Regions from separate parts of the Mus musculus genome. Here all the other regions are linked to region 3. The links are chromatin contacts, called in public HiCAR-type and promoter capture Hi-C maps. All regions are on one chromosome and are shown on one strand. Each heading gives the region's core, a stretch centred on a gene start, on an enhancer-like site or on the middle of the called end of the contact. The rest is flanking DNA. Distances are from core to core; before and after follow the strand shown.

Region 1 (3,927 bases), core at 557-3,056, 1.4 Mb before region 3:
TTCCTGTGTATTAAGAAAGCCTCCTATGATTTCAGTGGGTGTTTAATGCCTGAGCAGAGCATGGTGCAGATGCACTCAGAAGATAGAGGTGTGTGGTGGTGGTGGGGAATCTACAATTTAAGATTGAGGAATGAGTTGTTTAACTCTTTAAGATTCCACATTTCTTATTTGGGAGGTGAGAAAGTTTTAAAATGTGGTTTCATTTTTGTATTTCTTATCTTATTCAAAAATGAAGATTGTTGCTAATTTCATGGGCTAAAGGTCAGACAGTATATACATTTTTGCTTTCTGAAGTTAAAAGTGTACAGTAACTTCAAGAGTTATTCTCATTTTTTTAAGTGTAAGAAACTAGTATTTGGGTGTTCTCATAAATAAGCAGTAGATTTTAATACACAAAGCACTAAAGTTAGTGGGTTTCTGGGTTACATTCTACGGTCACTAAGAACTTACTGTAGGGTTTTGAGAAACAAGTATAGGATATATATGATTCATATTTTATTTTAAAAATACCAGGTTTTAGTCAAGTGTACTGGCACATGCCTGTAATCTTACCTATTCTGGAGGCTGAGGTATGTAGGCTCTTTTGAGATCAGCCATGGTAAGACCCATGCACTCCTCAAGCTTGCATGTGAACTGTTGCCCAGGGGCTCAAGCTGAATGCTTTGTTCCTAGCTAGTGGCACTGTAGCAGTTGTAGAACCATTAGGAGTAAGTGTGTCACTGGGGGACCTTGTATGCTCTGCTCTTTATCCTGACCCTCCATGAGCTCCCACCGTCATGTACTGAAATCTCAAAAGTTGTGAACCAAAATTTTATAAAAATGTCCTTTCCATCTGCATTTTGTCAGCAATAAAAGGTCTTCACACCCTGTCTAATAAGTACAACATGAATCGTACAGTTTTTGTATGTTTCTGTCAACTACACAGCCAGCAACCTATTTTTCCAATATTAAGTTGAATATAACTGAGCTATGTTGAAGTCAACTTGAGAGTAAACAGTATTCATTAGTAGTAGGTATTGTGTACCTGAATCCAGGAGAGTGTTTATTATCTTGACTGAAACAGAAAGCATCCAGGGAACCAAAGGCACTAGATGTCTGGCTTTTCACACAAACTTCTGGCTGACAAGTCTTCCAGCTTCTATTCATTACAGTAAAATGTCAGTGGGTTTGCTGCTTCTAGCTGCAGTAAGAAAAAAGAAAATCTGAATTCTAACCACATCCTGGAACTTGCTGTTTACCACAAGTTTCTTGATGAAGGCTTTGCAGCATTTGTACTGTTACTTTTAGGGCCAGGAATCTCCTAAGATCCTGGGTCCCACCGTTGGTATCACAAAATAGAAGTTCCAGGTCTGTTTAGGTAAGTTCTGCATGCCCCGAAAGTGTCCTGCACGTTCACCTCTTAGTGAACTTATGAAGCAATGCTCAGAGCCTCCGGGTCCCCTGGGGCCTTAAGGGAGGGTAGCACTGTCACCAGGGCTTAAGTGCGGGGGTAGGAAAGGAAAAGTACTAGAAGAGAGTATGAACATTCCAGCATGAAACCCATTTGTATGGTAATTCTAAAATCTAGAGGATGTCAATTAAAGATGCCATCTACTTGTGGCAATTGCTTGAGACTGATAAAGGAGGTAAATGACGTTCATAGGGGTCGATGGAGAAAGGGGGCACCCTAGAAACAGCCAAGAGACACAGAGACTGCTTCAGTTGGAGCTGAGCAACATTCCAGGCCTGAGACGCAGGCGCCTGCAATGCCTTCCAGGAATTCTGGGAAGGCCTCTTCCACCTGCTGTGGGCGGGGCCTGGGTGGACCGAGGTTTCGGAGGGAGGTGACGCAGGAGCTATCCAGCACGTCAGCTCCCTGTTTTGGCCTAGATTGCAAGAAGCTCGCCCGCGGCCACACGGTGAGTTCCGCAGTGATGCAGGTGATGCGGTCCGACTTGTCGTTCAGCTGAAAGCGGGAGTGCTTGGGTTCCTTGGGTGTGGGGGAGCATGCCCTTCAGAAACCCTAGCTGGGGTCAGACAAAGGATGGATGCGGGGATTACAGGGGGTGGTTATAAATAAGGGGTGGGGGTGGAGTTCCGAGAGCAGCGATTGGGTAGTTCATCCGTGGGCTAGCCAGTAAAGAAAACATCCTGTATTCGGAGTTCATGAAGAAAGATGGAGATGATGGAGCCTGGTGCCCGCATCCAGCCCTTTTATCACAGCGGTAGATTGTGCTGTTAAAATAGCGGTCCTTGGCTCTTTGAAGAGCATGGTTTTAATGTCTGTGAGTTGCAAGGAAAGGCCGTTAGCTGCAGACAGATAAAATGAAGTATTTGTTTTAGGGAAGATATTTGGCTTGTTCCCTACCTTTTTATTCCCTATTCCCGTGTGAATGCTCAAAAGGGTTTATCTGACTATGGCCTGAAGCACCCATCCTGAACGAGCAGCTGCCAGGGAAGCTGTGTGAAAACTGTTTCCTTGTTCAGCTTCCCGTGGCTTCTACGGACACCAACATGTAAGGCAGATTTATCCCCCACCATGTCACTGTCTTTCCTCTCCCTGCTGCTTCTGCCTCCGCAAACCTTAACTCCCAGAACCGCTTATTACCATCAAGGGGCTAGACGTGCAGGGGGCTTACTAGGTACCTGGCTTTGCTCCATGCTCCTTACATGATTTTGATCTTTATCTTCACAGTAACTCTATAAGATAGATTGTTGCTATCCTTGGTCTGTAGAAAAGGAGGCTGAGGAACTTGCCCAGGAAGACCTAGCTGGTATGCAGTCAAGCGTCTCATGTTGCTTGCTTCCCTCATCACAGAGCAGGATAGGAGTTGGCGTACCTCTCTGCTCGGGATCTTCACCTATTGCCTGCTGGTCTGCTAAGTTCAAACACCCTCGGCCACTACTCCAGACCTTTCTCTGGGATGTTTTTTGATTGTCTGTTTGTTTTTTACTGTTTGGGTCTCCCTAACTCCCTTTTGTTATTCCTTTCTTTCCTTAAACTAGGAGATCTTAAAAATTACCACCCTCCCTATCTCAAATCCAAAAGTGCTTAGATTGCAAGGATCACAGACCATAGATGTGAGAACATATTCCTGTCCTTAGAATCCTCAGGTGTCAAGTTAGAGGGACTAGTTTATCCTAGACTCTTCTGTCTTCTTATTTCCTTCACACAGCGGTTTCCTACCTGGCTTGGACACAAAGCAAACCTCTAGGAATTTTTCATTTGAGTCTCCTTTCAGGGTGGTCCTTCAGCCTCAACTTGTGAGTCATAGTTATATCACCCCAGTTGTGTTATGGTTGCCCATTTTGGCCAAGTTATATAACTTGGTCCTTTCTTCTGCAGGTTAAAAATGGCCTCAAGGCTGGTCTCTGCTATGCTATCTGGCCTTTTGTTTTGGTTGATGTTTGAGTGGAATCCAGCATTCGCTTATAGTCCACGGACCCCTGACCGGGTCTCAGAGACAGACATCCAGAGGCTGCTTCATGGGGTTATGGAGCAGCTGGGCATTGCCAGGCCACGCGTGGAGTACCCGGCTCACCAGGCCATGAATCTTGTTGGGCCACAGAGCATCGAAGGTATGCACTCTTCCAAACTGACAGTGTTTCTATTGTATTTCTGAGGGTTTTTGTTTTGTTTGGTTTGGCGTGTGTGGGGGTATTGTTTTCTTTTTTTACTGGTAGAATCTTATTTAGACCAGACTTTCACTGAACTTCCTATGTAGCCAAGGATTACCTGGAGCTCTAATCCTACTGCCTCCACCTCCCCAGTGCTAAGACGGGGAAACGTATGAGGTTCTGAGGAAGGAAGCTGGGGCTTCAGGCTAAGCAAGCACTCTGGGCTGAGCTGCATACCTGGCACTATTTCTCCTGATATGTAATTTTCCCTACTAGGACCACCTCACAGTGCTGTCTGCTCCAGGGCTCTAGGTTGCTGTGAATAGTGTT
Region 2 (3,869 bases), core at 727-3,226, 1.7 Mb before region 3:
TCGGTCCTGCTGGAGCTCACCCTTGGCTCTTTCCACCCTTTGATTTTGTTACTTCCAGCAGAAATCCCCACCTCCATGTTACCTACTCCAACCTCTCTGATACACCACTCAAAAGGTATCATCCCAAAATAATCCCCAACCGCTGTTTCCACACTGTCTTTACAAGGTCTTCCCTGAAGATTTAAGGACTCGGGAACTCAAGTCTCATTCCTAATTCCTAATGTCCTTCCACCATGACCTGCATTCAAGGCCTGATGGGTAGTTATGGTGAAGTATAAAAATAACGATTTCAGCATCTTAAGAGTCATCATCAAAGTCATTTGAAAGCCTGCCCTACTGTTTTATAGATGCCATAGTTGGCAATAACATGTCAGTGGTAGTTATATATTCAGAATGCTTTACATTTAAAATTGTAATCGAGCAAATTTTTATCTATATGTCTACAAACCATAAAAGATGGAGGGACGAAAGCTACAACATGTATATACTTGATGGCCAGACCTACAGCTATTTTCTTTCACAGTCCTCATTTTGGGCAGATGGGTATATATCACAAATTAAGAGAGAGAGAATGGTGTACCAGTCTACTGCCTATATTCCTCTAGAGAGGACTTACTAGAGATAACTGTTCAACCTATGTATGAGTTTGTAAATGGGATGGGTGTGCTAACCCAAGAATTATAAAATAAGTGACCAAATAAGAACCAGGCTAAAGTTTTAAACAGTTATTTCCCTAGTGAGGATAAAAGCATAAAACTCACAAGAAGTTGTGAGTTCAGCATCATGGACCATTGGAGGAACATGAATTACACCTATACTGTGATGTACCACATACGTAGTATGCCTAAAACAACTTTAAAAACTATCCATATTAAAAGTCGGTAAGGGAAAGAAGACAACACAAGTCTCAAATGTTAGCAAGGCACAACTGCTTTGGAAAGACAGACATTTCTTAAAATGGCAAACATACACCATTGAATGTGTTGCTTCAGAGGAAATGTATGTCTACATAATGACTTAGAATCGCCTGTAGAGGACTTTCTTGTAGTAGTCAGCAACTAGAAACAATCTAAACGCATATCAACATATTACTAAATTTATGGATTGTAGTATGTCTGAAAAGTTGGCTATTATTTAGCAATACAACTGAATCAGTGACTGATATGAACAACACAGATGCATCTCAAAATAATTTTGAGTGACCAAAAAAGAACATATTCTAAAATGTATGTAAAATAGTTTCTTTTTAAATTTTATTTTTACTTTTATTTCATGTGAATTGGTGTTTTGCGTGCATGTATGTCTGTGTGAGGGTGTCAGAGCCTCTGGACCTGGAGTTACAAACAATTGAGAGCTGCCATGTGGCTTCTGGGAATTGAACCCAGGTCATCTGGAAGAGCACCTGGTGCTCTTAACCGCTGATCAATCTCTCTTTTATTCCTCTGCAAATTTGCATAAAGTTTATATAAAATTCTGTAGTTAACAGTGACCCAGAGGATCCATGATAGTAGAAGACTGTGTGAGAAAAAGGGGTGATAGGTTGAAGGCAGAAGGACACATAGTAACTTTTAATGGCTTTGGGTAATCTCATTGCCATGATTCTGGTGATACAATAATAGATAGACAACTATTTCAAAGTGTATTAAGTTTTACACTTGGTTTATGTTTATTGTATGGCAATCAGTACTTCCAGGCAGTTTTTGAAGTCACACGGTGCCTCAAATTCTAAGAGTATGGGTTTTGCTTTTTACTATATTTTTCTTTAGCGTTCAAATAAAGTCGACATCCTATTCTTTCAACTCCCACCTTTATTAATCACATTCAACACATCTTTCAGCCCCCTCTCTCCCTATGACCCAATCCTACACGCTGTATGTTATCTTTCTTCCTTCCACTAGGGGGCAATAAAGAGACAGGTAAAGGCAGCCTACTTTCTAGCTCAAGCTTAACTCTTGCCTTGACTTCCGGGCCCACTAGTTCTGCTTCCGGGGAACGCCGGGACTTCTCAGGTTCCGGGAGGAACCGTGGGAGCCCAGCGTGTCTGTGCCGGGCGCTCTGGCACCTCGGGGCTGGGTCGCCGCCGCTGCTTGAAAGCTTTCGAGAGTCGCCGCTACGAGCCTCTGGTCAGCTTCAGTGGCGATCGCTGCGATGGCGGCTCCTGCGCAGCCCAAGAAAATCGTGGCCCCCACGGTGTCCCAGATCAACGCGGAGTTCGTCACTCAGGTGAGCCCCGGCGTGCCCGCTTGTGTAAGGAGGGATGCCGAGGACCTAAAGCCCGGGATTGGGATTGATTTTGATATCTTGTGTACGTGCAAGTTGCTAGTTAAACATTGGAAAAGCTGCAGTGAAAGAGGCCGCTCCTCGTTAGACCACAAAGCGTGCTTCTGAATTGTATTACTCTGACAAGACTCTGTCTACAAGTAGATCGCTCTATGGCAGTTAATTGTCATTATAACCTTTCATTTAGGAGACAACAGAGCCAATTCCGGGCCTGTAGCCTTTCACATCCTTGTTAATTCTTAGGAAATTATTGAGAGTGTAAGTGCGGGAAAATTTAAGCCCTCCCGCGCCTCTTCTGGCTCCGCAGATTTGTCAGGGCAGAAGCCTAGAAACTGTTTCCATTCGCTTAGCCCCAGCATGTCTACACAGTGTTTGTCTGTATTTCTGGACCTCTCTCGCCCAAAGATGCCTTCCCCACTAAGACTTGTTGATCTGTCATATTTCCTCTTGCCCTCCTGCAGCCTGTTCTTCAGATTGCTCCAGAGTGCTCACTGGTGCAAACCTGCTCACATTACTTGTCTTCCTACAGTGTCCCGTAAACAATTCTGATTGTCCCTGGGATAATGACTGGAATCTTTGAAAGTGCTGTGATCTGGCCTATGCTTTTACCCAAAGTGCCCTTCCTTTCTTCTTTCCTCCCTTCCTTTCTCTCTGTACCTGTCTGTCTGTCTCTCCCTCCTTTCCCCCCTAATTTTATGCTTTTATGGCTATAGCTGCGGTTACTTGAATATGCCATGGTAACTAAAAAGTGGATCCTGTTAACTTGGTTTTCTTTATTTTCATCCTTTTATACAATATTAGAGAGGCTATCCCGACTTCTTAACCGCATTAAAGCTAAATGCAGATAAGTACACAGTTTGAGAAAGAACACAAAAACAGTCCAGGCAAGTGCTGATACCTTAAAGTTTGAATGTAAAGAAAGAGCTAGAATGACAGGAACACATGAACCGAGAGGGAAAGTGCGGAGGAGAGATGGTGCCTGTCTTTCATTCCCAGCATGTGAGATGTGAAGACAGTGGGGAATGGAGTTCAAGGCTAGCCTTGTCTGTTTTGAGGCCAGCATAGGGTTCACAAGAAAGTTTTCACATTGTAGAAGGTCTCTTATAAAGTCTGCTGATTGTAAGATATTGAGCTGTAAATGAAAAGAACACACAGGTACCATCTTCTCTGTTTCACTTCAATGAGGATGAATAATCAGTGAAATGTTTATAATACAGAAATAGAAGAATATATTGAAACTGTTTACAACCTGAAAGATGGAAGCGTTAGTTGTCCGTTAGTGTTGCAGAAGCTTCTTGGAAGAAGAACACTTCAGACGTGGTTTCATTTGTCCGTTCATCTTTCTGTCTGTGTGTCTGTCTAGTGATACACCAAGCATTGAAGTCTACCAGACAGTGCAGTTACCTATTAAAAAATGTGCTCCCTAGAGTTTCTGGTTTTTTAAAAAGAGATTTTGTTTTGTTTTTAAAAATCAGTAAGAACTATTTTGTTTTTCAATTTTAATTTTTAATTATGTGTTTGGGGTGGGGTGGTATGTGCTGGTGAGTGCAGTTATCTGTGGAGGACAGAAGAGGCTGTCAGTTCCCTAG
Region 3 (3,546 bases), core at 343-2,842:
TATTTATTTGTACTTGGACCTCTTGCATACTAAGTCCCACCACAACACTGTACCACCAGCTTTTTTTCCTTCTTCTTTGAGACAGGGTCTCAACGAAATAGTTCAGAGTACCCTTTAGCTTATGGTCCTTCTGCTTCCGATTCCTGAGTAGCTGAGATGCTAGGTCTATGTCACTGTGCAAGGCTAAACATATCTAACAATCTATATTAAGTTGTAAAATATCTTCAAAATAAAAATAGGAGGTTTTCAAATGTGCTGCATACGGCAGAAGTTGACTACTCAATTAAGCCTTACCTCCCACATCCTAGTGGGAATTTATTACTAATGAAACATTAATTAGGACAAAATTTAAACAATACCCTAATGCCAAATAACATTAAAATATTGGTTGTCAACTTGCCATTATTTATTAATCTGAGGTTGAATATCCCACAAGGGAACATCAACAATCTGCAGAAATAAGCAATTCAAGTTGAAACATCCACATTTAAGATGTATGGTTGAAGTTGGTCTATAAAGCCAGCAAAGAAATATTTTCTTTCAACTCATAGTTTCAACTCCAAATACTGATGGCAAAATTTAAAACATATTCGTGGCTTGAAGAATGAAAACGGACTGCTGACAAAGCATTAAGAAATTCAACCCACCTTCCAATCTAAACATAAATCACAAACTCTTAAGAACAAGAAAAGAACAACTAGGCGTAAGGAATCTCGAGTAACCCTGGTCTGACTTAAATGACGACTATGATATCGCAAATCCCTCGATGAATTCAATTGTAAAAAGAACAATAATCACAAACTCGGGCCCCAAAAAAGCACTCTTTGATTAGGGACTTCTGGGCCCATTAATTTTAGAAGCAGGACCATTAGCCTTACAGTCTATGTCATCACTGGGAGCCCTTTGGGCTTTGACAATTCCCACTTGTTCAGCATCTTTCTACACAACACCAAGCTATCAGAAGAGTGACATGGAGAAAGCAACTAGGTTTCAGAAACACTAGACAAAATGCAAAGCGGGTAAAACCCAACAGATAAATGAGACTCCCCTGGGCCCAAGTATGATCTGTCTCACACTGGAGCCAAAATACGGCTACAAATAAATGACCGCATAGGTCTCGGGCGCCTGGGACCACTGTCCGCCATCCTCGTTGCTGAAGTACCTGACTGCCTCTCAAGGTCTCCCAGCACAAACCGTTAGTGGCGCCGGTGCCTTCAGTTTCTGACAGCTACACTGAGGGTCCTGACAGCTGTCCTAGCTGGATACCCTTCCAGCGTCCGCCCCAATCGCTTTCCTGCTGCCCTCGGGATGCTCACTTAAGGAAGCCGACATGCTCTTCTCCGTCTACCAGCACTCGGGCCGCGGAGATCCAGTCCTGAGGCTTCACCCCCGGAACAACCGCACGTCCCTCGATCTTAAAACGATCTCCCAGGCCGACCCCACTACCTCCCGGGCCCTCGGCAGCAGCCCCAGGCACCTCCGAGCTGTGGGCATCTCCTGATAATAACAGAAGCAGGACGGAGAAGAAACCCCACAGAGCACCCGCCATGACAGCAGCTCTGAGGAGTCAGGCCTACGGCCCGGAAGTCCTACCCCGCCGCAAGGCCGCTAAAGCTGCCGCCACCGTCGCCAGCCGATGTCGTCATCATCCCGAGCCGGATCCGGCCCGGAGCTTGTCCACGCCCCGGAGAGAAGTTGTGACCGCTGACTAATCAGGAGAAGGGGCGCAGGATCAACGCTCCGAATGACCCAGGGCTGGGGCTTAAAAGGTGGCGAGGCTTTTAAGTAAAGATGCCAGGGCATGTAAGGCGAAGTAAAGCTGGCAGAGAGTTTTGCTGTGGCGTCCACAGTTGCAGGTCTTATCGTGGGCGTAAAGGACCATGAGACCGAGAGGAATGAGGATCTGAAGTGTTGAGTGCTGTGTCTGTAGCTAACAACATTCAGACATCGACCCTATCACTTTCTCAAGGTTCTTGCTAGCTCTAAATAGTCTCCTTTCTACCACATATCTCCGTAAAAGACCCTGTGCACTCTGCCTCCATAGAAAAGTTAAAAAAAAAAAAAAAAAGAGTGAAGCTCCCGATGGAGAGTGGAAATGCAGACAATTTGGGCTGAAAAGGAAAACAAAAAGTTTTTTAAAATCTATATCAAAAAATGGTGATCCATGTTTAAGTTCGCGGAGAATGTTTATTTTCATTCTGTGTTAATGCTTTGGTTTTTTAACAAACAAGGTTGCAGACTGAGAAAGTGAAGCACTCACTATAAATGGTAAATAAAATACCTAAGACACAGACAGGGCAAATGGCCAGACCACCAGAAAACAGTTACCTTCGTAAAGCCATGCCGCGTCTAGCATCCTTCTTCCAGTTCTTAATTCTTATTTACCAAGAGTGCCGCAACCCTGCTTCGTTTCTCACTGTTTCGTTGGCTAACATATTCTTTTCAGAGTTGATGCTTACCTGCCTTAGATAACTCAGTCATTGAGCAGAGGCCTAAATACTGTAAAAATTCATCCATCTTCTCTTCTACTAATACTCTTCTACTAATTCTCTTCTATTCAGTTTCTCTGGTATAGAGTTTTTCTTGCTACAGAAATTAATACACCTAACTTTATGCATGTTTCTAGTGGTCTCTATCTCCATCCCTTGACTCTGTGCCCAGAAATAGTCTATAAGCAAAAACATAAAATTAAAAATATACATATATGGGGGTAGAGAGATGAGTCGGCTGTTAAGACCACTTGTTACTCTTGCAGAAGACCTGAGTTCAGTCCCCAGCCCCCACACTATAGCTCTTCAAATTCCAGGTGATCTGATACCTCCACAGGCTAGTTCACATACATACATACATGTGAGCAACATCCATATACTTGATATTAAATAAATATAATATGCAACATAATGTATATTTATTTGACACACACTATTATATAAATAGTGCTTATTATATAAATAAAACCAGTATGTTGTGAATTCCTCCCCCATCGTGAGTTTTTTTTTAGATAGGATTTCATACTACAGTCCAGACTGGTCTTGAACTTTATCTGTTCTTCAGCCACTGAAATGCTGGAAGGATTGACATAAATTGTGAGCCATCACAATTACCTCAATATGTAATTTAATTAAAATTAATGTGTTATAATACATATAAATATATAAATGTATGCAGCTATAATGCATCTCTATTTTACATGTATATATTTGTACACCATCTATCTAATAGCAAACTACAAATGCAGTTCTTCATTTTGCCCTTTTTCCCTAATGTAGCTTGGAAAAAAAAATCTCTGTTTTTGGTCTATGTTTTATAGACAGGGTCTTATACCATAGCTCAGTCTGCCCCAGAATTCACTATGCAACCCAGGCTAACCTCAAACTTGTGGCAGTTTTCCTGTCTCAACCTCCCTAGTGCTAGAGCTAGTGCTGCTCTTGGCTGTAAATTATCCCAATGGTATATAAATGTTTCCTCATTCTTAAAATAAGGCTACCAAGTACCCCAGTATATAGATTTCCTGATTCCCTACTAAGAGACGTTAAAATTGTTCCT

What was found. Promoter capture Hi-C pulls out the DNA fragments that hold promoters and counts their contacts. HiCAR-type assays count read pairs that join an accessible place to other places.
Region 1: a contact with region 3 is called in a HiCAR-type map of astrocytes, with 2.9 times the contacts expected there. The contact joins the promoter of Scg5 here to the promoter of Emc7 in region 3. A contact is called at or near these places in 2 of 39 promoter capture datasets (the 3T3-L1 cell line and embryonic stem cells) and 2 of 115 datasets of contacts at active chromatin or transcription factors (astrocytes and large pre-B cells).
Region 2: a contact with region 3 is called in a promoter capture Hi-C map of liver, with 7 times the contacts expected there. The contact joins the promoter of Aqr here to the promoter of Emc7 in region 3. A contact is called at or near these places in 3 of 39 promoter capture datasets (hippocampal neurons, liver and pre-B cells).

What each region holds. Positions count from the first base shown.
Region 1 is chr2:113,826,970-113,830,896 of GRCm38.p6, reverse strand. It overlaps Scg5 (secretogranin V), which reads left to right and starts at 1,806. Exons shown (of 6, transcript NM_009162.3): 1 at 1,806-1,898; 2 at 3,326-3,558. The coding sequence starts at 3,333.
Region 2 is chr2:114,173,446-114,177,314 of GRCm38.p6, reverse strand. Aqr (aquarius) reads left to right here and starts at 1,976. Exons shown (of 35, transcript NM_009702.3): 1 at 1,976-2,223. The coding sequence starts at 2,149.
Region 3 is chr2:112,453,071-112,456,616 of GRCm38.p6, reverse strand. Emc7 (ER membrane protein complex subunit 7) reads right to left here and starts at 1,592. Exons shown (of 5, transcript NM_133749.2): 1 at 1,317-1,592. The coding sequence starts at 1,549.